Regions from separate parts of the Mus musculus genome. Here all the other regions are linked to region 3. The links are chromatin contacts, called in public HiChIP or PLAC-seq and Micro-C maps. All regions are on one chromosome and are shown on one strand. Each heading gives the region's core, a stretch centred on a gene start, on an enhancer-like site or on the middle of the called end of the contact. The rest is flanking DNA. Distances are from core to core; before and after follow the strand shown. Region 1 overlaps Stt3b (STT3, subunit of the oligosaccharyltransferase complex, homolog B (S. cerevisiae)). Region 2 holds the start of Dync1li1 (dynein cytoplasmic 1 light intermediate chain 1). Region 3 holds the start of Osbpl10 (oxysterol binding protein-like 10).

Region 1 (2,700 bases), core at 127-2,626, 270 kb before region 3:
ATCCTCCTCCACTCTCCTCCACTCTCCTCCACTCTCCTCCACTCTCCTCCATCCTCCTCCACTCTCCTCCATCCTCCTCCACTCTCCTCCACTCTCCTCCATCCTCCTCCATCCTTCTCCATGCCCAGGACCACACTTACACTGCATATCTATCAATTTGTAAGGACTCTGACATATATACTCTGATGGGTCTAGTTGTCTTCATGAATTCTTCTATCTGGGCATTGAGACCTGTTATGATGCTTCTTCCATTCTGTATTGTAGATTTAAAAAAAAGGTCATTGTCCTTTGACAGTAGTTGCTACTTTGCAATACTGAATGTTTTCCAAAAGGCTAACATTAGGTTTTGATGTTTCTTTCGCAGCTAGATTTTCGCACTCCCCCAGGCTTTGACCGAACACGTAATGCTGAGATTGGAAATAAAGACATTAAATTCAAGCATTTGGAGGAAGCTTTTACATCAGAGCACTGGCTTGTCAGGATATATAAAGTGAAAGCACCTGACAACAGGGAGACACTAGGTCACAAACCTCGAGTCACCAACATCGTCCCCAAACAGAAGTATTTGTCAAAGAAGGTGGGTGCCTGCCGAAATAATCTCCTGGGTTCAGTGGGTTAGTGGGTGAGTAGGCTGCTATTGGAAATGCTAACAACTGCTCATGAAGAACATGACGGATTGTGTGAGGAAGATACAAGGCTACAGGAGTCCTGTTTTCATCAGGAGCACTTGAGCAACCTCAAGCCACAACTTTGCAGGTGGCCTGCTGGTTGTTGGCAACCCCAATGGAAGCTTTTCTGCAGGCATTCTTACTCCAGTCTCTGCATCTCTCCCTGGGATCTAAATGGTGTCTGGCTAGTGCTGTCCTGCCTGCATGAAACTCAGAACTTAGGAGAGCTGTAGTGACTGCTTCCTCCTCTTCAGGTTAAAGCACACTTGTATTCATGCTCTACTCTTGAATGGGGCTTTTATTTTGTTTGCTGAGTAGATTGTCTGCAGTTGAATGAGCCCTTCTGAAACAAAAACCCAAACAAATCCCTTTTCTTAAGCTACCTATTTTTAATGTAATTACTATGACAGAGCTTGTAGGCAGGGATTGTGAGGAGACCATGGCAGTCCTTTCTTAACAAACAGTGGGTCAGGTAGTCTCTTACTGGGGTCATTACTCCTTTAAGTTGGGTAGATGTCCTAACCTTCCCTAGTAGAGATAGCTGACAGTGACAGTGGCCGCAGGGAGAGGTGCCGTCAGTCAGGAGTGCCACCGTGGCTATGGTTGCATAGTACTGATCAGTAAACTGATGCAGGCAGTCCCTAGGGACTCCGTAACCTGAACAGTTCACTCACACTGGCTAAGTACACGCCCACCACTTCAGAACATGAGTCACATCGCTTAGACTTTCCAAGTGGTAACTTGTATTCACTTTTATGAAGTGATTTGCAGTGTAGACTAGGCTGGTCTGAAACTAGAAACTTTACTGTCCTCACCTCCTGAATACTGGCTCTATGTATGTCTAAATAGAAATTTATTTTTAACATATTTAGTTTGAGGAGTGGAGGAGGAGGTATGCCCCACTCCTGAGGTGCAGAGATCAGAAGACAGTCTGTAGAGTTGGTTCTCTCCACCACCAGGGCAGCCTTGGTAACAAGTGTTAATGTAAAAACCTAGTTCCTGCATGAGATACATACAGTGCTTTCCTCTGCGTCTTAGATCTGGCCATCCTCTTGGTTTAGCAGATGTCCTTGTAGCAGTTTCTCCAACCATATCTGGTGCAGTCTTCTACAGAAACACCTGCATTTTAGTAGGGCTGGAGAGATGGCTCAGTGGGCAAAGTGACTGCTGACCTGATCCCTGGCACCTGCATCAGAAGCACATTATGACAGGCAGCATACACCTGTCAACCTACCACTGGCGGGGCAGGCAGATCCCTTGTCCGGCCAACCTTGCTGAATTGGTGAGCTCTAGGTTCAGTGACAGACTGTCACTGTCTCAAAAACAAGATGGAGAACAGTAGAGGTTGGCGTTGGACCTATGTGCGTGTATGCCTAAGTGCACACATATGCCCACATAAACAATATTAGACAACAAGCTGTGAAGAATTGTTTTATTTTTACAAGATTTATGAAACTAGAGGAATGTTTGTTTTCATCTTGACATGCTGCCTTCCTCAGAGGACATGACAGAATAGGCCAAGGGATTTTTGCCTTTTAAGTTTTGAAGGTACATGGATTATCATCCTCATTCTGCAGATGGGAGAGTGGGGCTCTGAGACGGGCTCCATTACTGTATTTCTGACACAGCCAGTTTCCTGCGGCTGCTTAGCCAGCAGTAGCATCACCTTTCTAGTTCCTTAGACTGGACCTGGACTCTGCTGTTGTTCCCACTAAGCGTGTAGTGCTTGAAGAGGGAGACAGGAGGGACGCTGTCGGTCCTCTAAAGCTACTCATCCAAGTTTTCTTACAGGACAGCAGTGCACTGTCAGGTCCCAAGACTAACTTTCATAACAAAAGCTGGGTGTGTCTAGGTGCTTCTGTGTGTGAGACACCTGAACTAATTCCATGTATTCTTCTCTCTTTCTAGACTACTAAAAGGAAGCGTGGCTACGTTAAAAATAAGCTAGTGTTTAAGAAAGGCAAGAAGACCTCTAAGAAGACTGTTTAAATGCGCTGTTCTGGCCTCACTTGCAGCAGTCCTTGAGAGAACC
Region 2 (2,716 bases), core at 46-2,545, 290 kb after region 3:
TAAAACTCTTCAAGCACAGTTTCTCAGCCTTTTGGCTAAAATCAAAGAGTCTGAAGTCTCGAAACACCCACTTCCAAGTTGTAAAATATTACTGTCACCCTATTATACACTCCAATATCCTGCATGTAAAAAGAAAAGGTGGGGGTTGGAATTCCTCCCAGAGCTGGAAAGACCTGCAAAACTGTTAAGTGGGATTGTTTATTGTCCCTGGGTCCTTTATCCTCACTTTGCAGCCAGTAGATTTAAAAAAAAAAAAAAAAAAAAACCTAAGAGAAAGGGGAGACATGTCTCCCTTATTCCAGCCATTCCGCTGAGGGCACTAAATGAGAACGCTGTTCTACTGCCCTTTACAAATTTCAGAGTTATTAGGTGACAGTTAAAAAGGCAACTGCAACCCGAGCACCCAGCACTGGGAGAACGGGAGAACGCTGATTCAAATAACACTCCTCACGACCCAGTCTCTGGCTCCTGTCAATTACACAAAAGAGTCTGCTATTAAATATTGATGGCATGCATTTGCGCTGGGGCTCTCACCAAGAGCCCTCATGCTACCAATCTCTGTCAAAAACTGTCCCCGTCTTTCTAGGTAGAATCCCAGACCACTGGGAGTGCCTCGGGTGTTATGTTCATTCTGTCTCTCCCAGAGGAGATGACAGAGCCACCCCACATCCCAGGGAGGAGAAAAGACCGGAGGGTCCAGGCCGGAAGGACCAGGGACCCCTTGTCCCCCCAGCTGTCAGCAGCAAGCCGGGAGGCGGGGCGCAGCCGGGCCCGAGTGTCCGCACAAAGGCAGTGGGCGAACGGATGTGACCGTGCACCCGGGCCACATCGGATATCACTTACCCAGCAGCAGCACGTTCTTCCCGGTCGGGAGCTTGGAGCGCGAGCGCGTGGAGACCTCGCTGAGGATGCAGGACCTAACAGGGAGCAAGGCGCAGGCTAAGTAAGGCCGGGCCCGACCGAGGACGAGAACCGCCGGGCCCAGCTCCCGGGAGGCCCCGCCCGTCTCCCAGCTCCCGCGGGGCTCGGGGATCCCAGAGGCGTCCGCCCTGGCGAGGAGATAACCCGCGGGGGACCGGAGAGGGGTGCGGTCCTTACCAAAGGTTCTGCCCGTCCTCATCGTCGCCCGCCGCGGGGCCGCCGCTGCCCGACGCTAGCTCGTTGGCTAGGGGTCCGCTGGCGTAGGTCGAGGCTAGCCCGGGTGGAGATGAACCGAACGAGCCGACTCGCCCCACGGCCGCCATCTTGGTCGGGAATCACACCACTCCTGACAGGGCTGGAAGAACGAAGCGGCGACTGCGGCGGCGGCGGCAGCAGCGGCGGACGGAACCCGGATATGGACGCTCCGGGCTCGGGAGCCGACCGCGCCTGCGGGGGCGGGGACCAAGCCTGAGGGCGGGGTCTGGGGAGGGGTTGTCCAAGGAGCAGGGCGCTGCTGCACATGCGCGGCAGCAGACCGGGTCGCGCATGCGCGGCCTGATTCTCTGCTTGGACTGTGGTAATGCTGGTTTTCCCTGTGTCTCCAAGCTGAAACGCCGCCCAAAGTGCACCACCCGTCATCCCGGTTGCCCGCCGGGCGTGCCGGGCATGTCAGTAAGCGAAGCAGCTTCCCACCTTTCAGTGGGGCGGTAACCTGGGACCGGCGTGGATATCCAGCGCTGCCCACCCTTCAGTTGGGCCAAGTGGGGTTCAACAGCCTTAACTACCCCGGTCCTGGATTTCTGCTCTTTCCTCCTTAAATTCTAAAAGGACGATGAGTACCTCAAGGTGGACCCACATCTGGAGCCGGTTCTTCCAGACTCTTTGCGACTGCGAGACATAAATGTTGGCAACACTTGGAAAATTAATGGTCTTGATGGATTTGTGTTTTGGTTTGTTTTCTGATGGGAATCTCACGTAGCCCAGGCTAGAGTCTTTACCGATCTGCTTGCCTGTGGGTCCTAAGTGCTGAGGCAGGTGAACCGGTGCACATCACTATGCCCACCTCTGGTCTGATGTCTGATGTTTCAGATTCCTGTGAGATCTGAAAAGACTCCCTACAGGAGTCGGCTCTCCGTTACCATGGTTAATACACAAGCACGGAGAACCTAAGCCAGACCCCAGATAATTCTCTACTAGAACTTGATTAGCTAAATATAATGGAAAATCTAAGGCCTGTTTCCAGAAAGAGTCGATGGCTTTAAGGCTGTCGTGCGCCCCATAAGAACAATTGCTGAAGATAGTCTGACTTTTGAACATTTTTTCCCCTTACTTTGAAGAGAGCTCGTTCACGTGACCCGAGTGATGATGCTACTATGCAAGCGAGAAAATCCACAACCCCGCGCTGCATTTGCTACAGGCACTGCATTTACTAGGGTTTGTCCACTCGCTAATCTCGAGTTCAGACCCTAGTAATGTGGGATAAAGGGAAGATTAAATGGGATGATTCACATAAAAGATTTATAACTGTGCCCAGAAAATCATAAGTGTTCAGCGCGTGGTAATTACTGTTTTTATTTTTAAATCTTCTGTCAAAGATATATTTATTACTTTATGTATACAGGTATTTTGCCTGGATGTATGTCTGTGCACCACATGAATGTCTATGCCCTGGTGCCAGTAGAGGCCCGAAGGGAGCATCAATTCCCTGGAACGTGGATTGGGTTGAGAGCTAGCATGTGGGTGCTGGGAATTGAATCTAAGTCCTCTGGAAAGGAGCAAGTGCTCTTCTATTTGT
Region 3 (2,700 bases), core at 181-2,680:
GCTCTCCCCAATGGTGTCTTTGCATGGATGTTTCAACTTTGGTTTGTTTCTCCAAAGACTGGCGACTGGCACACTGGCATACACATACAGACACACACACAACACACATGGGGGGATGAGGGGGGAGAAAGGGAGACAGACAGACAGAGGCCGTTGTGCCTGATCCTTAAGTCCTTCCATACAACAGAAGTCCACACCTCATCACCCCATGTATGCTGAGAACTCCACTCTCTGACATCCCGATCCTTCCAGAAGTCTGTCCATCACTAGACTTGCCAACTTCTTTTTTGGGGCAAGTTCTCCCGATGTGGCTCCGACTAGCCTGGAATTCACTATGTAGCCCAGGCTAGCCCCAAACTCAAGTCCACTGGCCTCATGTCTCTTAAGTGCCTAGCATTACAAGCATCTGCCACCACGCCCAATTCAAGGCTTGGCAACTTTGAGAGGGAAGCAAAGAAACTTCACATGCACCTGAACGGGGAATAATAACAAACTGCGCTGTTAAGCCACCCACTAGGGAAGGGATATGCACACCCTGGGAGCGGGACACTCCAAAGATGACAAGTGACAGGTTCCTTGTTGTATTTCAAACATCGTACTTTAACAGGAACTACGGAGTGGGGAGAACTGTGCTGGACAACGAGTGCCGAATGCTTTCTGCGCCCGGCACCGAGCATTCCCTCTCTGCGGGTCCCTCTCAACCCTTCTTCTTGGGTGTGAGAGACCCTCAGCAGGTAGGACACCGGAACTACCTAGGGCGCACCCGACGCCACTCCAGATTCTGCCAGCTTTCAGCACCCAAGGAAAACCAGGGTTCCTGCCTCCCTCCCGCTGCTGCGGCGCCCGCCAGGGTGCAGGAAGGACGAGGTGTCCAGGCAGTCCCCAGCCGCGGGTGGCGCCACGTTCCACACCCGGGGAGCGCGCGGGGGCGCGAGCGGCGGACTCCTTACCTGCTTTGCCAGCCCTGGAGGAGGTTGGTGTATTTGCTGAGCACGCCCTCGAGCGCCGGCTCCCTCCTTCGGCCGCCTCCTCCGGACGGGCTAGCCGCCACCGAGCCGGGACTGCTGCGGCTGCCCCCGCCGCCCAGTCCCGCGGCCCCAGAGCGGCTGGCCACCCCTCGGCCAGCCAGGGAGCAGGAGGGCGAGGAGCCCGCCGAAGTGGCGCGGCTGCTGCTCCGGCTGCTGCTATTGCTGCCCCCGCCACCGCCGCCGTCTGTGCTCTGGGCCGCCCTCTCCATGATCGCTGCGCGCCCGGGGAGCCGGTGGCCGCCGCGGTGGCAGCCCCGCCGCCGCCTCCTCCTCCTCCTCCGCCGCCGCCGCCGCCGCCGCCGCTGCCGCTACAGCTCCGGGCTCCCGGGCCGCGCGTGGCTGCTCTGATTCCCCGGGAAATGCCTGACTCATACAGGAGGAAGAAGAGGAGGAGGGAAAGAGGGCTGGGAAGGAAGCCAGCCGGGCTAGCTGCAGCTGCGGCCGCCCCTCCTCCCGCCTCGACCAGGGCCCGGCCCCGCCCTCCAGCCACTTCTCGGGCAAGTTCGGGGCTCCAGGTCCCTCCTCCTCCTCCAGCTCCTCGAACCTTGCAGTCGCTCGGAGCCCGGGCTAAGGATGCTCCTGGGGCGGGCCTGGCAGACAGAGTGGGCACGCCCTACATCGGCCCCCTTCACCCTAGCCTTTTGTTGCCCCCTCACTTGGATCCTGACCGGGGAAATCTCCGCACGCCCTTCTCCCCACCCCCAACCCACCTCGAGACCTGGAGGGAGGGACGGTCCTACCCACCCGGTACACCCGGATATGGACCCGCCCGGTCCCTGACACCAGCACGCTCCCTCTCGGTGTGTCGGCGCACAGGAGCCTGGGCCAAGCACGTACACGGTCACCTGAAAATTAGCCTCACTGAGGGAGCCTAGAAACAGGGCAGCAAGGCCCTCGGGGCTCTCCCATGGGTTTGAAAGCGGAAAGGAAGGGGCAGCAGGTGACTCTCCCAGGTGAGCAGGCTGTCAGCTGGGGCCGGTTCCACAAGTCAGAGATCGGATGGATGCACAGCGAATACCAGGCTAGGACTAGGTGCCTTCCAGTGAGCGTTCTCCTGACCTCACACGCTCACTTCACCCTGATCCCAGGGGTGATGGGCACAGACAAACAAGAGTGAGGAGTCACTGCGCTGGATACTGCACACCCGAGAGCCAGAGGGGCCCAAACCAGAGGGCAAATGAGAAGACTCACATACACACACTTCACTGTCCGCCAAGAAACTTCTTTTGCCCACCCACACGCTGGGTTCTTCTCAATCTGTCTTGCTCTTTAGCAAAGGCAGAGAGATATCGGGCTCTCTCCAGCCCACTAGTTATCGTTGTGGATATAAATATTCAATGCAATCTGGTTGTTTCTAAAATTAGAACTCTGAGAAGCTGGGACCTCTCCTTACACACACACATACACACACGATAGATGGATAGATGATAGATAGATAGATAGATAGATAGATAGATAGATAGATAGATAGATTTTTTTTTAATTGCTAGGTAGAGTCCATTCTCACAAGCACAGCCCCCAAGTCCTTTCAGCTTCACACCTGTCTGAAAGTTTTCAGAGGGTTCAGCTCTGGAGACGCCCATGCAGATGCTTCAGAGGTGATGGTAAGAGATGGCCACCACGTAAATAGGAATTCCAGGTGTCCACATATTATGAAAAAGTAAAACAGCCT

What was found. Hi-C and Micro-C count contacts between places; a contact is called where the count stands out from the background. HiChIP or PLAC-seq counts read pairs in DNA pulled down with a chosen protein or histone mark.
Region 1: an H3K4me3 HiChIP or PLAC-seq map of embryonic forebrain shows a contact between it and region 3, with 4 times the contacts expected there. The contact joins the enhancer-like site here to the promoter of Osbpl10 in region 3. A contact is called at or near these places in 6 of 39 promoter capture datasets (the 3T3-L1 cell line, 3T3-L1-derived adipocytes, embryonic stem cells and 2 more), 2 of 484 Hi-C or Micro-C datasets (cerebral cortex and cortical neurons) and 4 of 115 datasets of contacts at active chromatin or transcription factors (bone marrow-derived macrophages, embryonic forebrain, embryonic hindbrain and 1 more).
Region 2: a Micro-C map of embryonic stem cells shows a contact between it and region 3, with 2.1 times the contacts expected there. The contact joins the promoter of Dync1li1 here to the promoter of Osbpl10 in region 3. A contact is called at or near these places in 1 of 39 promoter capture datasets (pre-B cells), 1 of 484 Hi-C or Micro-C datasets (embryonic stem cells) and 1 of 9 other capture datasets (liver).

The regions. Positions count from the first base shown.
Region 1 is chr9:115,243,922-115,246,621 of GRCm38.p6, reverse strand. Stt3b (STT3, subunit of the oligosaccharyltransferase complex, homolog B (S. cerevisiae)) reads left to right here. Exons shown (of 16, transcript NM_024222.3): 15 at 365-577; 16 at 2,577-2,700. The coding sequence ends at 2,657. Among named protein-coding and RNA genes, the nearest start is that of Gm26962, 45 kb to the right of the region's middle. Within about 2 kb of position 1,376, at least 16 of the 459 cell types and tissues checked have an H3K27ac peak or open chromatin away from gene starts, as enhancers often do.
Region 2 is chr9:114,687,410-114,690,125 of GRCm38.p6, reverse strand. Dync1li1 (dynein cytoplasmic 1 light intermediate chain 1) reads right to left here and starts at 1,295. Exons shown (of 13, transcript NM_146229.2): 1 at 1,099-1,295; 2 at 844-917. The coding sequence starts at 1,244.
Region 3 is chr9:114,977,215-114,979,914 of GRCm38.p6, reverse strand. It overlaps Osbpl10 (oxysterol binding protein-like 10), which reads right to left and starts at 1,430. Exons shown (of 12, transcript NM_148958.3): 1 at 951-1,430. The coding sequence starts at 1,237.